Regions from separate parts of the Xenopus tropicalis genome. Here region 1 is linked to region 2. Evidence: chromatin contacts called from public Hi-C data. All regions are on one chromosome and are shown on one strand. Each heading gives the region's core, a stretch centred on a gene start, on an enhancer-like site or on the middle of the called end of the contact. The rest is flanking DNA. Distances are from core to core; before and after follow the strand shown. Region 1 overlaps spata5 (ATPase family protein 2 homolog). Region 2 has its middle 160 kb from the start of ankrd50.

Region 1 (4,855 bases), core at 722-3,221, 330 kb after region 2:
CAATAACAAGTGCCAGGGTATAAAATTACTGCAAGGCTATAGCACACAACACATATTGTTTTCTGTACATTGGCAGAAGATTTGCAGCCTTCCATTTTATCGCCCCCAGTAAATTGCAGTATTCAAAATTCATTTTGTGTCACAGTCTTTGGAGAAAGCATTTTAATATTCTATATTAGTCCTGGCTCAAATTCACTGTATTGAAATTAAAAAAGAAAGAAAGATACCCTCGGGCAGCAAATCATGTTGGACATATCCTATCAAAACTTTATGAAATCAACAGGAAATTTAAAATTCCTGAGCAGTTCTTCAGAACGGCATGAGAACTATTTGTAATATGTTGGCTTAAATACATTTCTCCATTTTCAAGTCTTGTTTCTGATTGCAAAGTGAACTGCATAGAACACTCATCTGCCTTTCTGAGCACATTAAGCCAAGTTTCCTTAGTTATGCTGAGCAGAATGGCCAAAGATAATTTGGAAACAAATATACAGCAAAATGTCCTGTTTTTAATTTATTTATTTTGTCGAACATTTCCCTGTATCTAGAATATGGAATATAAATCTCAGTGAATTCTAATACAATCCAGTTTTATATCTCTGCTATGTAACATGTATTGCCAATGTTTTTAATTAGGTTCAGTTGGTGCAGAGCTATTTGGCCAAACTGCATAAAGCTGGCATTGGAACAGAGAGAGATCTAGAAACAGCCCAGTGGTGAGGTGCTAAAGTGTGGCAAGGTGTATGATTTCAGGCAAGAGGTTACTCTCCTCGATCACCTCATCCATGGGCATCAGTCTATTATAGGTATGGGATCCCTTATGCTGAAACCCATTATCCAGAAAGCTCCAAATTGCAGAAAGCCTGTCTCCCGTAGACTCCATTTTAATCAAATAATTCAGATTTTTTTAAATTGATTACTTTTTTCTGTGTAATAATAAAACTGTACCTTGTACTTGATCCCAACTAAGATATAATTAATCCTTATTGGGGGCAGAACAATCCTATTGGGTTTGATAATGGTTTATTGATTTTTTTGTAGACTTAAGGCATGGAGATCCAAATTATGGAAAGACCCCTTATCCAGAATACCCTTGGTCCCAAGCATTCTGGATAATGGGTCCTATACCTGTACTGTATAATAATATGGATATTATTTGATGGGTACATTCTGCTAATGTTTATGATTCCTTTCCTCATTAACCTTTATCCAGAGTTCTACCATCTTTCCTTGTTTGATTCGGTACAGTCATATCATCACATAGGTTGAATAAGATTAAGCCTAATGACTTTGGGGGTCATTAACTATATCCAGGGCAGGGGGCGAAGTGCAAAATGTTTTATTTAACTATATTCCTTGCCCTGCATGTAAAACAATTGCCCCAGGTCTCTGTGCTGTAAAACAAGGAGACCTGTCTTTACCCCATGAATACAGCACTGCCTGCATTCAAGCTTGTTTTAAATGTATTCTTATAAGTGGCTGTGCTATTAATTGTATTGGTTAGAAAAACATTACCTTAGTGAGCAATTTCAATATATTCAATATAATACAGAAAGAAAAGGGGGGTACAGAAGGCATGGGGGGGGAATTCTGAGAATTTCAATTTATTTCCATAGAATAGGGCAACCTATCAATATATTGGGGACACTAAATTGAACTTTCTGTGGGGGCCAGTAACATCTAGTTATGCCACTGTCCCTTGCCATTTCCTACAAATGCACATGTCCATAGGTCTTAATTTCTGTTTTCTGAATCTGTCACAAGTCAATGAAGGCAGAGTGTGAATGAAACGGTGTCATCTTCTGTATCCCCACAACACCTTGCAAGTTGAGACTGAAGTTAAAAATGCGAGCACAGCTTTCTAAACAATGGAACTGTCTCAACAGGTGGTCACATTGGCCTATGTGGTGTTTGTAGAGCCCTTTCACTTCCCCTGTGCCATTTGCCCGTGTGAGCGGATAGAGAGATCAAGCGCTGGAAAGCTGCTTGCTTTTACAGTTAGCTTCAAACACAACAGGAAGCTACCCGCAGAGATCAAGGTGTCCCAGCCTCAGTGGAGCAAAGGGAAGGCACATCTGCAGGGCATTGTCACAGGACATTGCAAATCCAGGTGCAATAATGAGAGATATCAAGGAAATAGATTCAGAGTTTCCCCATTCATACATGAAATACCGAATTGCACTTTGGAGCAAATAATAAAAAAATACAAGGGAAGAAAACCAGCTGCCTTCTCAAGAATATTCAGATATACACAAATGTAGTAAATCTAAAAACCCTTCAGGTTAAAACTGGTACAATCAACCTGAAAACACACCATTTGGGGATCATTACCCAACTTCTTATTATGTAAGCTGCTGTGCCTGATAAATAAAAGTTTTACCCAGATGCAGAAACCCTCAGTAAATTGTTGCTTTTATGCTTTTAAATACAAGACCAGTTAATGACTGGTTTCTATAGGTAATTAGGTTAGCAGCAAACTTTCACCTTATATTACATTTCCCCATATGTATATGATTAGTGGTCACATACATAGTAACTTAGGTAAAAAAAAGAAGCACATGTCCATGGAGTTCAACCTTTTATGTCTATATGAAACCTACCTAACTGCTAGTTGAAAAAACCCCCATCTAAAGCCTCTCCAATTTGCCTCAGAGGGGAAAATATTCCTTCCTGACTCCAAGATGGCATGTGGACCAGCCCCTGGATCAACTTTGTACTAAAAGCTATTTTCAGTAATCCTGTATTTCCTCACTTGCTCAAAAAGCTATCCAACCCCTTCTTGAAGCTATATAATGTATCAGCCAGTACAAATGTTTCAGGGAAAGAATTCCACAATTGTACAGCCTTACATTGGGGAAGAATAAGACATTAGTAGGGTTTATACTGTTATCTGTAGCGCCTACACATTTACGCAGCACTATACAAATATTATATTTTTTTACAATGATCACTGCCCCAGTGCAGCTTAGCGAAGTCTCACACAATCACATTCACATACAGTAGGGTCAATTTTATAAGAAGCCAATTAAACTGCCTGTTTGTAGTGTGTGTGTGTGTGTGTGTGTGTGTGGGAGGGGGGGAAGTGGAGTACCCATAGGAAACAACACAGACATGGGGAGAATATACACACTGCTTGCAGATAGCGGTTACTGAAGCTGTGCATCTATAAAACAGTTTTGCATAGCCAATCCATATGTGCAATGCAGCCATAATATTCCTCAATATGTGGAAAATCTTTGCCATTCCCAACACCGTCTCCCCACAGAAGGAGTAAATATAAATTACAACTACCACTTTGTTTCCTTGACTGAGTAATTCAGCCAAGTTTTTAAAAGTAGAGAGCCATCTAGTGGCCATTACACAATACCTTTATTTTAGGCATTGAGAAAATGCCTCAAATGAGGCATTTAACATGGCAGCCCCATCCCTATAAAAAAATTTAAAAAAAACAAACATTGATAATATATATATAATTGATTATTTGACATTTCTCTTAAAAACCATGCACTAGGTAAAAACTACAGTTATATATTTTTTTAACATATAAGTAAATTAAAATATGTCTGCACAAAAATTGATAATAAGAATATTACAAAGAAATAAGAGAGACATGGATACATTCTATGTATAAGGAGGGTCAGACTATTTTGACAGATTGTAGCAGCAATTCTCTTTTCCTTTCTGGATAATTGCGGCTTTATTTTGGCTAAGTACATCTGTACCAGCTTGTAACCGACTATTTAATAATTCTTGATAATCTGCCCTTTGTGGTTTTTATTTTCATTCAGCCTGTGAGTGCCCCATTTTATTGGTCTTAACCTCTAGATTACCTTAAAAATTGTATATTGTTTTTTCTTATATATTGGTTTTCTAAATATGCCTAGTTTCCATTAGCAAGATATATGGATATAAATACCTATGTAAAATACATATTATATCCATATACATATAATATAGAAAAATATTTTTTAAACCTAGGGGCAGATATACATTAATTCAAATTGAAGAATCCACAAGGATTAAAGTACAATGAAGGGTACAGTTAGGCTTATGTTCCCTGGACAATTGGCAAGATATCTCTATTGAAATGTGGCTTTATTTACAAATGATAGAGCACCTTTTGGCCCATGCTCAGAGCAGTTCCATTCTGGGATCTGTGCAGCCTGCACTGTTGCGCCTTGCGCTGAATCCAGAGCATGATGCAAAGCATAGCACTGCCAGTAAAACACAGCCTTGTATTGTTTGCCTGGAAGAAAGCAGGTAGGGGGCCCTGCTGTATCTTACATCCATTGGAGCCCCTAGCTTGTGCGCCTGAATGCTAAACAAGCTAGGGGACTCATGTCCTACCACCCCAGACTGCTCTTTTTAAGTACTCTATAAATGGGAGAGGCACAGAAAATGGTGCGAATATCTCTGTCTATGGGTGTAGGGCAGGGGCAAAGCTCAAAATGCATAGTGGTTTGCACCAGTTTTTTGCACTTAACCCCTGACTTAATAAATGAGCCTGAAAATGGCTTGCATGGCAAGGATGTATCTGGTGAAGATTCAACATCTCGTGTTGGGAAACAGTGGCAAAACAATGGGGACCCAACCGCAATTTTTTTTTCCTGGGCCCCCAACCCCAGTGGAAATCACGGGTGACCTGTGGTGCAAAACACAGAAATTACAGGTGACCTGCTATTTTACATGCATCATCGGTCACCAGGCTCACCTATTATAAATATAAGGAAAGTTGAAGGGCTTCTTTTACAAATGATAGCATGTAAGCGCCGAACATAGGTGGGGCGCAACAACGCAGGGAAGTGCAGAAGCAAATGCTTGTGAGTACGAGCCCTAAGAAACAACACTCTATGCA
Region 2 (4,641 bases), core at 1,146-3,645:
ATATAATCCCCTAGTCACAACAAAGCAGGAAGGGAGGGGGAATTGCATACTGGTAATGTAATTATCATCCTCTCAGGGACCAAACATGGAGTAACTTTAGTATCCCTTAAGCTTATGAAATATTCAAATCCATAGGGTTTTTCTTAGTGATTTAAACAGGCAAAAAGTACTGTATGTTCATCACAAGCTCTGTTCATTGAACTCATGTTGTGCAAAGGGGTATACTGCCCCTTTAATGTAATAATATATGTAACTGTACTGTTATGTGTATATACTAAACAGTCTCTGTAAAGCACTCTGTTGAATGCATATCCATATGTTTTACCCCAATTAAAAGATTTCTTTGTAAGTGCTTTGTCACCCACAGGAAGGACCCTTTATGCCATCATCCTTCCAGTTGGGTTGTGACCTTATAGCTATCCACTATCCGCTATGCACTGAAATATATGCTCTCTTGCTGAGGTCATCAAATAGGTGCATCTTTGCTTGGTTTGGCCGCCCATGTGATGAGTCAATTAGGTTGATCTGCTTATTTGGCTCCCAGATCTATCTTAGAAAGCCGCTTTTAAATTTCATTCCGGGAGACCCAATTCCCAGGCCAATAACTTGTGGGCAGCATGGTGGCTCAGTGAGCTGTACTTCTGCCTTGCAGCACTGGGGTTCAACCCCAGCCTGGGCACTATCTGCAAGGAGTTTGTATGTTCTCCCTGTGTCTGAGTGAGTTTTCTCCCATACTCCCAAAACATACGGGTAGATTCATTGTCGTCTGACTGGGGTAGGGAATGATACATAATCTCTGTGCACAGCAGAAATGTGTCAGTGCTATGTAAATGACAGGAAGTGAATAAATATAATTTGCTATATCTAGAAAGGAGTAATAAGCAACATGGTTTTATGGTGCATTTGCTGTAATTCTATTTTCAAGCATTTTACCATGGCTATGGCAGGAAGAGAAATATTTAAATGCATAAAAAGTAAATAACAAATAACATCATGAAGAAAAACAATTTGCATTTAAATAGTACCCTCTACTTAATGGTAACTAAGCTGCATGCATATTGGTGGCAAAACAATCCTATTGAGTTTTTTATATGTTTAAATGATTTTTAGCAGACTAAATGTATGGGGATCCAAATTATAGAAATACCCTTTATTTCAAGTCCCAGCCATTCTGTATAATAGATACCTGGATAGGATATACAGGTACCTTTCTATATATTTTAATATTGTATATATTGGTATCTACAGTATAAATGTATATGTTTGAGTAAAAAAAAAATGGGAAAAACCCTAATTTTGTAGGCAATTATCAATAATATCCGGTGCTGGTTTCCCTTTGGGCTAAACATTAATCCTATCTGTAACAATGGCCCCTTTAATGGAGCTCCCTATAGATCCTATCACTTCTCTGTCAGAGTTTGAAATGGAGAGTGGGTGTGTCCTAACGGTCCCTGCCAGAAGCACAGTAGGAGGATGAGAGCCAATCACAGCCCTGCAGTCACACAAGCAAAAACAGGCTTCAGTTCCCAATCAGGTCAGCCTAGCTGCTGATTGGTTCCTATCCTACAGTGCAGTGTATGGAGGGCTGCCGGCTCCCCAGCTTATTCAGAGAATTCAGCCAGCAGGAAGTGGAACAGATGGGACGGAACTAGTGGGGGTTTGGTGGAATTTCTCAATAAATCAGTCAGAAACACAACTTTTTAAAGCACAATCCTTCTATATCTAGAGGAGTATAATTCCCTGGTACATTCATAATTTTTATAGGATATGTCTCCTTTAAGCAAATTTGTAGAAATTTTTAGAATTACAAAAAAAAAGTCTGCCTTACTATAAAAAAATCTGCCTTTCCATAATAGTGAAAAAAAACCTTAATATATAAAAAGATAAAAACCATCTTTATATGAAAATGACAGCCCCAATTAAAACCATGCTATCTTATTTTGGTTTTCACTTGATTCATTGATCAAGCTCAGCTTACTCCCTATTATCTACAATATAACATTTCCTTAGTCTGATCCTCTGACCATTTGCTTGTCATTTTGTATTCTCCTCTTTCCTAAAAATGTATTTGCTGGGTACTAACAAATATATTATATAAACAATATAAAATAGAATTTGCTGTTAGTAGTGGTAGTGGCTATAAATTAAATATCATTTTCTAATTAATTATGTTTTGTAAGTTTTTACATTTAACATGGCAAACAACAATTAATGCTTGTGTCTATTATGGTTTTTGTGGCTACTATAAAAAAATGGTAAGACTGCTGTGGAAAACTGGGAAGCTTAAATGCTTGACTGAAGTCTGACATTGCACCAGTTGTATGGTCTTCCAGATGCAAATAAGGTTCCATGAGATAGGATCTGCCAGTTTGGTGAAGTGTGAAATTCCCAGCGGGTACACTGACACCAGTCTGTTCAGCCTTCACAAAGCCATACATCTAAAGACAGCAGGAGCAGGGAGCTGCATGTTGCCTATGGAGCAAATGTGAATGTGCCGATCCTGCAAGCTTTATTTACCTAAGAAATTTTAAAACGCAAAAGAGAATGAGTGAAAAGGATATTCAGAGACATGACAGGAGTTGGATCTCTATGATAGCCCCATTCAGAGCAGGCATTGTTGTATTTCAGCATGTTAGGGCACTGTGAAAAGGGAAAGGATTATCTAATTTGTGAAATGTTCAACAAAATCTGTAAGTCAAAAGTTTGGTAAAACATAAAAGAATGTATTAGGAATGTCTGCAAATTACATATGAGAGAATTTGTTCGCTGCCTGATGTTGCTTCTTTAGATAAGCTCCATGAAATGCTTGTTAACATCATTAGTTGTCAAAAAGATTTCCTTGGTCAGTTTTGCACAATAAACTGTCAGTTTAACCCATTTGACTTTTGCAAGAGAATATGCAGGCTTGAAGGCTAATCACAAAATCAAGGTAAAACAGAAATGATGAATTAGTAACCACAATAATGCCAGCGACATTTGCTTTAATTTAGCAGGGAACATTAACAAACAAATTTTTTTTTGAAAATTAAATGAAAAATAAGTAAATGGTATACTGTATCTAATTTGTTCTGTTTTTCCATTAGGATAATCTGTGCAGAAGCTACAACCCTACAACAATGCAGACACCATACTGAGTCACATGCAGAGACCCAAAAGGACATGTTGTAATCAGAAAAAAAATCATTTTGACTTATGCAAATGTTAAATATTTCCTTTACCATAGCTTTTGTTACCACCCTCCATACTTTTTTTTTGACCAGATTTGATCTGAAAAAATATTTTATGGTTTTTCACATGAATACTTATGGACGAGATTCAAATTTAAGCAGAAAATCCTTTTTTACTAATTAGTTTTTATAATCTCAGGCTCTATAGGAAATCTGGAACTGACTTAGGAGATAAACTTTTTCACCAAACTGAATTTGACCCACTGTGTTATACTGGTCCCACAAAAATGATTCTGTATTTGTACAATGACTGGAAAGACCTGACAGAAGTTTGCTGATTGACATTCAACTTTTATGTATTGCAATTACAGGAGCGCCTCGGCAGCACATTCTTTTATCTCCACTTTATATACAGATCTTTTCATATGTTTGTAAACTCCAGCCAAGTTCCCTATATAAATGATTATTTGGTCTTCTCTCATTCTGAACCCAGTTTGTTGTGAAGTATGAAACAGAGCTGATCTACTTCTATTTATTGTGCTGATTTTTCATGTTCAAGGACTTTCTATACAGTATTATATAGATATAGGTCAGCTCTAATCATATTTCTCACTGACTAACATTATGCACTTCTGTGGCTTACACTTACATTCCAATTTACATTACAAGTTACATTAGTCATGATTGAGTTAAAGGGGACCTGTCACTCAGACATAAAGAGCTGTATAATAAAAGTTCTTTGCAAATTAAACATGAAACCCAAATTCTTTTTTTATTATAGGATTCATACCATTTATACAAATCTTAGCTGTCAATCATATATTGCCTCCCCACCTCTATGCCAGGCAGATAGGCACTCAGTTCCTTTTACTTACGCATTCAGCATTTCCTCCTCGTGCTCTATAATTGCGTAGCCTTTGCATGGGCATCAGTTCCCCCATTCTGGCACATACACAAGATTTAGGGGTGATTTAAAATGTGCCTTAATAGCAGTGCCCACAATATGTGCTTATGAATAACAAGCCTGAAGGAAACAAGATTTAAATAATTTTTATAACACAAGTGTTTTTTGCTCAACTCACAGAAAACGATTTGGAATTATTTCTTATGGTGACAAGTCCCCTTTAACTACTAAATTGTTTCTTTTACCCAAATAAATGACGTGCATTTGGCCGCTCAGCCACCATTTTGAACAGATGTAGACCAAAGTGTTTGTTCTTTATATATTTTAAGGTGTGATGTGATTCCATCTCTACAGATTGCTTTCTAGGTACCGCCATGCATTTGCAGTTGCCTAGCAATGGCAAACACACATAACCTTGTGCTCTGCAGAGCGACTGTTCCCCAGAGTAAATGGGTGGAGTGCAAGTCACACTGCAATAACTCTCACTCCATCTATGCTAACCTCTGCATTTAGGTTAACATTTCTTTCTGTGTTCACACTATCTGTTTTTAGTGTTGCTCAGAATATTTC

The links. A called contact is a pair of places that touch in the nucleus more often than the background predicts.
Region 1: a contact with region 2 is called in a Hi-C map of neurula embryo, with 2.3 times the contacts expected there. The contact joins two enhancer-like sites. A contact is called at or near these places in 3 of 5 Hi-C or Micro-C datasets (brain, liver and neurula embryo).

What each region holds. Positions count from the first base shown.
Region 1 is chr1:65,801,205-65,806,059 of UCB_Xtro_10.0, forward strand. The region is part of intron 14 of spata5 (ATPase family protein 2 homolog); the gene reads right to left. Among named protein-coding and RNA genes, the nearest start is that of spata5, 120 kb to the right of the region's middle. Within about 2 kb of position 1,972, at least 3 of the 11 cell types and tissues checked have an H3K27ac peak or open chromatin away from gene starts, as enhancers often do. A contact at or near this core is called in neurula embryo, where this site is marked.
Region 2 is chr1:65,466,851-65,471,491 of UCB_Xtro_10.0, forward strand. No RefSeq gene overlaps it. Among named protein-coding and RNA genes, the nearest start is that of ankrd50, 160 kb to the left of the region's middle. Within about 2 kb of position 2,396, at least 1 of the 11 cell types and tissues checked has an H3K27ac peak or open chromatin away from gene starts, as enhancers often do. A contact at or near this core is called in neurula embryo, where this site is marked.